2 separate regions of the Zea mays genome follow, and region 2 is linked to region 1. Evidence: chromatin contacts called from public Hi-C data. All regions are on one chromosome and are shown on one strand. Each heading gives the region's core, a stretch centred on a gene start, on an enhancer-like site or on the middle of the called end of the contact. The rest is flanking DNA. Distances are from core to core; before and after follow the strand shown. Region 1 has its middle 62 kb from the start of LOC542670. Region 2 holds the start of LOC103653668.

Evidence for each region. Hi-C and Micro-C count contacts between places; a contact is called where the count stands out from the background.
Region 2: a contact with region 1 is called in a Hi-C map of tassel, with 4 times the contacts expected there. The contact joins the promoter of LOC103653668 here to the enhancer-like site in region 1. A contact is called at or near these places in 3 of 25 Hi-C or Micro-C datasets (ear, leaf and tassel) and 1 of 3 datasets of contacts at active chromatin or transcription factors (leaf).

The regions. Positions count from the first base shown.
Region 1 is chr4:129,576,077-129,580,844 of Zm-B73-REFERENCE-NAM-5.0, reverse strand. No RefSeq gene overlaps it. Among protein-coding and RNA genes, the nearest start is that of LOC542670, 62 kb to the right of the region's middle. Within about 2 kb of position 2,929, at least 13 of the 20 cell types and tissues checked have an H3K27ac peak or open chromatin away from gene starts, as enhancers often do. A contact at or near this core is called in ear, leaf and tassel, where this site is marked.
Region 2 is chr4:129,801,699-129,806,466 of Zm-B73-REFERENCE-NAM-5.0, reverse strand. It overlaps LOC103653668, which reads right to left and starts at 2,033. Exons shown (of 2, transcript XM_008680501.4): 1 at 1,809-2,033.

The DNA.
Region 1 (4,768 bases), core at 1,680-4,179:
TCACGATAGACACATCTCGAAAATATTTTTCCCTCATATTGTCGAGATGACTATTTAATAGTTGATTTTCCGAAAACTGTATGACTTGGTCGCCAAGGTCGATCTTCGGAGTCTTCGCCACCGCTTTCCACATCATAACTGTCACTATCACCGGTGTCTTCTGATAAACCTTCCAAAATCTCTCTAGTAATCTTCTCTGTATTTGTCTTCGCTATTGATTCAAGAAAGCCAAGATTCTTCTCCTCAGAAAGGCTCAGCTTCGTTTCAACAACAATTTTCTTGTCTTGAGACATCTCTTCGAAAATGTTGAAAATGTGCTCTTAAGGCCGAAGCTAAAAAATCTAAAAAGCCAGGCAAAGCGTTTGTAGGCAAGAGCTAAAAATTGAGCAGGCAGAGCAGATGGCAAAAAGCATGCCAAATGAGCTCGCGGTGTGCTCTTATTTATACGCCTAGTGCGTTGCAAGTGGGAGGGCCCCGCTTGTCATTGACTGTTGCTGTTCTAGCAAAGGGAAGATGTTTTTTCGGACCTTCGGCTTAAAGCCTTCGTCCATATCGCAATCTAAATTTATCGTTCTAACAAATTAATATTGCGAGGGGCTACTGTTGGGGGCCTTCGGCTTCCGAAGGTAATCAAAAAACATGATTTAACAATGTTTCTGGAGTATGATACATGAACAGGTACCTTCGGACTTAGGTCAAAACCACAGTGTGAAGAAGCACAAAGAATACGAAGGATGGCGCAGAGCCGAAGCTATGCGTAGGGGAGCTTCGGCGTGATAGCAGAAAAGGAAACCGACTTAGAGGGGAAAAGGCTATTTAGACCCCGATGGATTACTATAGAGTTATTAGCAAATGTAAAGGGCATGGATGTAATTTTACATGGGTTGTGTCCCGTGCCTATAAATAAATTAACAGTACTCCGTACTGTTCACGAGACTTGGCATTTACTTTTGCGTCACGCTTGTACTTTTGTCTTCTTTCAAGCCGAAGGTACATTTGTAATTTGTTATCATTTCTATTTTTCCATAATAATAAAATAGAAATGAGTTAATAATAATATTTAAGTGTTTATGTTATTTCTCATACATTATATGAATCCTTCTTCATTATTTGTTGTGCTGATGAAGGTATGTCCTTCATAACCTTCGTCCGAAATCCATTATGTCCCAAGGGAAATAATGTTTCGAAGGACGAAGGACTTTAACGTTTAACAATTTCTGTGTTGCCTTGTTCTTAATTCATAGCATTTAAGGACAAGTCCCCAACAGTTAGGAAGGGGACGCATACAGATACAGGGACCGGATATTTATCCGGGGCGGATAAGTGATGGATACGGATATTATTTGATCGGATATCAGATACTTGTCGGATAATGCATTAATTGGTTATCATAAAATATTCTTGTTCAACCACGAAATTACAAGTAAATTATTAATACTAATAAACATTTAATAGAATATAATCTCAAGCTCCCACATAAATAAAAATGGTAAAGTGAAGTATTGGTTATGTTGAAACTTGAATACTTAGAGTGATTTCACGTGTAACTCACGCAATAAGTGGAAATAAAATAGAAGAAACGTTGACATCCTGTGCATTTTATGGTCTCATTATTTTTGATGACTATATGTGGCCATATGTTGTAACTTCGTATAATTTCATGGATTTCTGAGGTTATTTGTACATTATTAATTTTTTTCTACATAAAATCATCAAAATATATATAAAATTTATAAAATACACTAGTTTTGACCCAAAATTGCAAAAAACTTACCACAACAAATAAACATTCTATTCAAATATAACCTCAAGTCCCACATGAAAATGTTAAATGAAATATTGATTATGTTGAAGCTTCGATACATAAAATAATTTCACGTGTAACTCACGCAATACGTGGGAGTGGAATGGAAGAAACACCAACATCTTGTGGATTTTATAGTCCAAATATTTTTGAGAACTATATGTGGATATATGTTGTGTATTATTAATTTATGAATTCATGAATTTTTAGGCTATTTGGTGTATTATTAATTTATTGTTTAGAAAAATCATCAAAATACAATTAAATTCATAAAAATATTGTAGCGTCGACCGAAAATTACAAATAAGTTACCAATATTAATAAATAGTTTATAAAAAGATAATATTAAGTTCACACGGAGATAATCTTAAGTCCCCGCATGAAAATGGTAGTCTATTATTCTGATATAAATTTAGACATTATTTCAATGATTTTGGCCTAAAGATATGTTTAAACAAAAATGTGATGCACTATAAAGTTATAGATCTCTTTGAGCTCTACAATTTTTATATAAACTTTATATTCATCCGATTTCATATGTAAAAGTTCTGATTTTATAACTATATTATTTTGCAGAAAAAGAAAAAATGGGTACCCGAATTCCGAGTACCCGTATCTGACCCGAATATCCGGGTATTTACCGGATATTACTCGCTCAGTATCCGACCCGACTCCGAAGCTGCACTATCCGGGTATTACCTGTATCCGTCCAGAATATAAAAATATTCAAATCCGTACCCAAAAAATGGTTATTTACACTATCCGTATCCGGTACCCGACGGGTATATCCGACCCGTTTTTACCCCTGGCCTGCGAACCCTGGAGACCTCCTAAACACCACGCTGAGGTCGAAGTGACAGTGCAGACTTGGATTGATGGCGACAGTTCCGTCATCTCTCTCTCTGATCTCTGCGAGCTCGCTGTCTATGGTTATTCCCCACCTTCGCCTAGATTGGATGGACTATAGGGGTGCCCAAGGCTCCCTATTTATACTCAGGAATTGCCAGTCGAATCTTAACAGAAATTCATTAGGGGCGGTCGTACGTGCTCGAGTTTGTTACAACCAGCTCAAAGTGTTTATGGGAAAAGACCTGACGAGGTGGCTACACTCTTCAGCGCGTGGTGCTGCGTAGGTGGAGAAAGGAGCTGGGCCGCGTGGGTGAAAAAGAGGAAAGGTAATGGGCCGGGGCAGGGTTTCAGCCAGGCGAGAAAAAAATGGCATTTTCTTTTTCCTGTTTTCTTTACCATTCCAGTTTCCTTTTTCATTTAAACTCCAAATCTTCAATTTCAAATCTGAGCTTGAACTAGCAAATTTGAACATGAATGCAGCAAGCAGGAAATCTAAGCATGATATGCAAGGTTCATTTTATCTCTTTATTTGCTAATTATTCTATTCATTGTTTTGGTTAATGTTTCAAATACACAACACACATTATTCTCTTTTTAATACAATATTATTTTGAATGTCTAGTAAAATTAAAGTTCATTAAAAATAAATGTTCATTACCTATTTTAACATAAGATAGTTTCTAATGTATGATCTTATACGATTTAATTTAAATCTTGTGGAGAATACTTCTGAATATATAATTCAATGAAACTATTAATTCATATGAGGATCTTTTCATTTAATTTTTTATTAGAAACCACATTTATTTAGATCTTGGAAGAATATTTTTTTTATAAACCCCAAAATACGATTATGGGGTGTTACCATCGTCTTGGGTCTGCTTGATTTGCAGCCTAAGGAAGAAGTTGAGCTCTCCCATCTTGCTCTTCTCAAACTCGAGCACGTTCAAACGTCGGACACCCAGCTCCACAACAAATGTGTAGCCCATTTACAAGGGATTTGTACTCGACCACATTATTAGAAGCTTTAAAGTGGAGTCGCACAATGTACCACAGGCGCTCCCCTAGGGCAATGTAAAAACAAGGCCCGCCACTAGCTCCCCCTTTGTCATTGATCCATCAAAATGTATGATCCAACATTTCTCGGTGGTGTCGGCTCTAATTGGTTCTCGGTCCACTGCGCGACAAAGCCAGCAAGGACTTGTGATTTAATTGTCGCCCGTGGGGTGTAGGAGATCCCATATCCCATCAATTCAAGAGCCCACTTGGTGATTCTCCCAGAAATGTCTGGATTGCGGGTCACGTCGCCCAGGGGGAACGGAGTCACCATGGTAATAGGATGCAACTTGAAGTAATGCCTAAGCTTCTTTTTAGTGATCAGAACGACGTACAATAATTTTAGTACCTGGGGGATAGTGATTTTTTGTGCCGGTGAGGACTTCACTTATGAAGTATATAGGATGCTGAAGCAGGCGCGTGCCTTCTCCTTCCTGCCTCTCCACGACGAGCACTAAGCTGACCACCTGGGCTGTCCCCACGACGTAGAGTAGGAGTGGATCCTTGTCCTTCAGTGGGACCAGGAAGGGGGCTCGAGTAAAAAGGCTTTTGAGACTGTCAAGCGCCTCATGTGCCTCCACCGACCACTCGAAGCGGTCGACTTTCCTCAGTAGCTTGTAGAGTGGTAACCCGCGCTTGCCGAGGCATGACACGAAGCGGTTGAGGGAAGCCAAGCACCCCATAACCCATTGGACACCTTTGAGGTCTCGTATGAGCTCCATGTTTGTGATGGCGAAAACCTTTTCCAGGTAGGCTTCGATTCCTCGCTTGGAAACCAAGAAACAAAGCATCATGCCACCAGGAATGCCGAAGTCACACTTTTTCATGTTTATCTTGATATCGTTGGTTTTTAGCTTGTCAAATGCCTCTCTTAGGTCATGGATAAAGCTCTCAATCTGTCGAGTATTGACCATGATGTCGTCGACGTATGCCTCCATAGTCCTTCCGATCAAATCACCGAAACATTTGACCATACATCGTTGGTATGTGGCCCCTGCGTTCTTCATACCGAACGACATTGTTACATAACAGTACGAGCCGAAAGGGGTGATGAAGGAT
Region 2 (4,768 bases), core at 784-3,283, 230 kb before region 1:
ATTAACTAAGAATGGTTTATATTATGTACTAGTGTTCACAGTTTGACGCCATCCACCACGCCCATGTAATTGAATTCAACAACAGAACCACGTAACGAAGACCTCTATTTACTGCGCTTCAGAAGAACTGATTCATTATGGTGGCGTCAGTAAACATACAACCAATCATAATTATGAACAAAGTTGACCGGGATATTTTTTTCTTCTTCAAATAGATCTACATTTTGTTGCAGACCAGAAAGACCATGGACACACTAATAATTGAAGGTAAATAAACAAAGTAAAAACGACAAGTTGCCTAACTATTCTGCCTGTGTCTGATAGGTGCCTTTTATTTTTCCAATAATTAACCTTTTGCCTTGGGTGTTAGAGCTAGTTTGATGAACGGAGAAGAAAAAGATGCCAAGCACAAACATGAGACTTGAGACAATAAAATCATTTAAGACCACCATGATTACATGATTGGGACCAAGAATTTGTGCAACACATAGGTATGTTAAAATCTCATGTTCTTCAGAGAATACATATACGTTGACATCTCGGCAGAACAAGTTGACTTTCCAGGCTATCAATCCTTAGATAGGTTGGTTGTGGCGCTATGCAAACAATTTTGAGAAAACGATATGGGATGGATGTCAAGTAACTTAATGCGTGATTATTCAAGAATCACTCAGTGATGACGCCGGCCCGTACAGACCTTACAGAAGTACTGTACATAGTTTAGGCTGGTTCAGGTCATACGTATGCCTACGAACAGCTGGGTCAGAGCTCATACCTTTGAGCAAATTTTCTAAGACAATAGGAAGAGCGATTCAGTTGACTCGACGATACAGCTGACTCCAATAGCCGCGCAAAATAACACCAGGGCCATGAGAATCGGTTCACTTGAGCCAAAACTTGTTGGCATCCCCGAAAACTATGAAATCGTCTTACATGGGGATGCTTGTACAGATCATGCAAAAAAATATGCTGATTGCAGGACCAAAAAAAAGAAGAATCATGTTAAATTTCAATGTCTCAAAAGAAAAATCTAGAGTAGAGTAGTATTCTACGTAGCACTTGTTCCCCCTAAAAATCTTTGGAAGTGTGAAAAAAAAATATGAAGCAGCCTATTTGGAAACAGGAGCAGAGCACTGAATTGGGCTACCTACCGACACATGCCATGGACAAAGTTTACTAGTTAAAATATGCATGCTGACGCTTGCAGGAAATGGAGAAGGTATAAAGATTCTTCTCTTTGGTTTTGAAAAAAAAAAGAGGTAGTGATGATTTAGGTTTCAGAAGAATCTTTATGCCTCAGATCATTGTCTCGCACACCTTCGTCGGAGACGCAGAGAGAGATTCCAGTGGCCAAAACCTGGTCTGAGAGAAAACGCGAACAGTATCAGGAGAGCAGACCAAAACCCGATCGAAGAGCAGTCGAGAGCTCCAGCAGGACGGGCCTCAGACCCCACTGAATTCATGCAGCATTCGGTGACCAGCAACATGAGCCGTGGGTGGTACACAACAAACAGGAAAGGACAGGAGTACAGATCTGAGTGAACCGAACAGCAACTGCTTAGCCGAGGGCATCAATGGCAGAAACCTCAAAACCCTCGAATCAGCAGTCGGAATCAACAACACGCCCTCAAAACCCAGCGTACATGCATGCCTATAGCCTAATAATAATACGTAGCTGCACAGCGAAACGAGCAAAACAAGAGAAGAATTGCCGCCATGGGATGGGGCCATGGCAGAGAGCATACGACGCTGAGAGGAATCTTGGCAACGAAACAGAGGCGGAGAAGAAAACAGAGGAAGGAAATCACCTTGCATCCCAGCTGAAGAGAATTACACGAGCGCAGAGAAGGAGAGAGAGAGAAGAGAGGAGGGAGGGAGATTTTATTATGGAGAGGCAGAAGAGGGTGGTCTGGCGGGGCGTCGGGCTGACGGTGACGGAGTAGCACTGGGGCTGTGGTGCGGGGAGGGGGCCTCGTGCAAGCGCCCGCGACGTCACATGATGGCGCGCCTTTCCCACGCGCAACCGCGCAGCGGCAGCTCACCTGGCTCCAGCGACCAGCCGGCGCGTCTCTACTGAGCGACGACGCAGACGGGGCTGCTCTGCTCGCGCTTGGCGTGTGTGGCACTGTGGCTTCGTTTATTTGCCGCGTTTTTGTTTCGAGGGAATTACTCAAGCTCGCAGTAGCTCAGCTCGGTTTGGCCTGGCTCGACGCATAGAACGAGTTTGAGCTGAGTCTGTTTTTGTGGCTCGTGAAAAGAGCGAGCGAGTTGGGCTCGGCTCGAGCTGGCTTGTGACTCAACCCAACAACAATTTATTATATATAATCCTAATTAGCATATAATATTAGTACTGAATAGATAATTAATTCATGTTATTTGATATTACTATACAAAATTAATCTATTTTCAATATTATATTAGTAATATATCGATTTTACTAATTTAAAATATGTTATTTAAAATATTTTTAAGATTTTAGATTATAATTTAGAGAACTTTATGGCTAGGCTCGTTGGTTCGATGAGCCGACTCGCGAGCTAATAGCGAGCTGAGCTGAGCTGAACCGCTTTTTCAAACTCATCAGATGAGCGAGCTAAGCTCGACTCGGCTCATTTCCACCTCTACATGGTGACCTCTTCTCAGGGTGCAGCTCCGCTTTTATCGTATATGTCTTTTTAAACAAATAGATAGTTTGTCTATATTCTGTTACCGGATGGTAACTTATCTTGCAAAATGACATTTATACCTTTGCACTACTATTCATTTTTTTATCATCCGTTCGTAAATTTACCCTCACTTTAATATATATTAAAATTTGAAATATAATTATAAAATAAATCTAACTATACATCTTTAAAATCAATATTTAAACTTGGAATATAAAAATGAATTTGGCATTTAATTTTGATAAATTTGACAATGTTGCATTTATAATGTTTAAAATACACTATAAGGGTTAGAATATTTTCAAAATAAAAAAATAAAATATTGTTGGTTTTCTCAAAATTTAATATCAAATCTAATTTACTTTTATCAATTTATAAATATTTTTAAATTCAAATATTAAATTGTTTTTTTAGAAATTTTATGCTTAGATTTTGTACCCCAATTACATTTCAAAAATTCGTTTTAAAGTAGGGGCAAATTTACAAATAATTGTTACAAGAGTATGACCGTCTTTTGTGGATTGAGTTACATTGTTAAATACAAATAGGGACAAACTAACTATTTATTTAAAAAAAGAAGAAACATACATGCAAACTTTACAAATTAGTGGTAAAAACATAGTCGCATCTACGACCAAGGACAACCGTACAACAACCCATTAGTGCATTGCAACAACAACCAATGTATAATAAATTTTCTCGTCTAAAATTATAAAATTACAATTCTTTATATATATAACATTAATATATCAAATTTTAACTTCTAATTTATTCTAGGGTGAAAGATATAAAAATAAAATCTAATGTAAAGAATAAAAATGATAGATTTTATATATCTCCTAATATAGAATAAACTAGAATTCAAAATTTCAATATATTAATAAAATTATAGAGTATAACTATAAAGTTTAACATTTTTATTAATAGTTCGATTATGTAACGATTGCATGGATTGCCTCACCAATGTCTACTTTTGTGAAATTGCCACCACACATGGTAGGTTTTGGAGTTAAGCTCTCACAGTGTGACCTCTAGACCATTTGATCTCGGTTTGACACCTTCGAGTAATTGACTAGAGAACTTCCATTAGTGTTAGATAGGTCGGTCCAATGAGCAGTTATTGGACCATATATATGCTCCTACTGTACACTCTAAAGGTTATGTCTAACATAGTGAGCTCACTGTGACCATTGTGTCTTATTTGGCTGAGGCTAATGGTTAGACACTCAGTTGTGAGATTGTTCGATGACTACAAATTTTGCTAGAGTTAATGTAACAACTACTTGATATGTTGAAGTGTACAAATAGAACCCTAACTTGTCCACTCTAACTCTATTGCCCTTTTGATCAGTTGAAGAAACCCTTTGGGGAGTGAGAATGATCCTATCTCTGGTGAGGATCATAAGAGTTGATAATCACATAATTAGTGGCCTCATTGGTGCATTGAGAGTAACTAGTGTGCATCCACTATTATCATTATCCTTGTCTAAGTCAAGCGAGAGTTCTTTATTGTTCTTTATTATTACTCTTGGTGGTCGGCATCACTTAAATGATTTAGTGGCGATTAGGAGTTTGGTGATCACCTAGAGAGCTTATGGGTGACCCAACTCAGGGTGTACTTGGTTGTGGATGGTTCACGATGCTCACATGGCAAAGAACCATCTCATATAGAGTATTTGGTTCTTGCACGATCAAGGGGGGCAATACCCCCCCCTTGATGAGGACTAGTGGATGGTTCACGATGCTCACTAGTGCTCTGATGAGGACTAGTGGGGAGTGTTCTTTAATATCTAGGAAAATATTGAGGTCTTTTTAATTTTCACTTTACTTTGAGCTTTTACTTTTGAGAAATTACATTTAAGTATTTACCTTGCTAGTGTCGTGCTAGTACAGGACTAGAACCTAGGATGAACCGTTGATCATTGAAACACTTCCTAGGCACATGGGGTGAAGTGGGTTAATTAATAGGTTTTATTTAATTATAGAGAACTCCAATTCGCTCCCCCTTAGGAATCTTGATCCTTTCACTCCCATAGATTTTAAGAGCACCTCTATTGAGACTCAGCCGACCAACCTAGTTCTTGAGTCTTCTCCTTAAACCT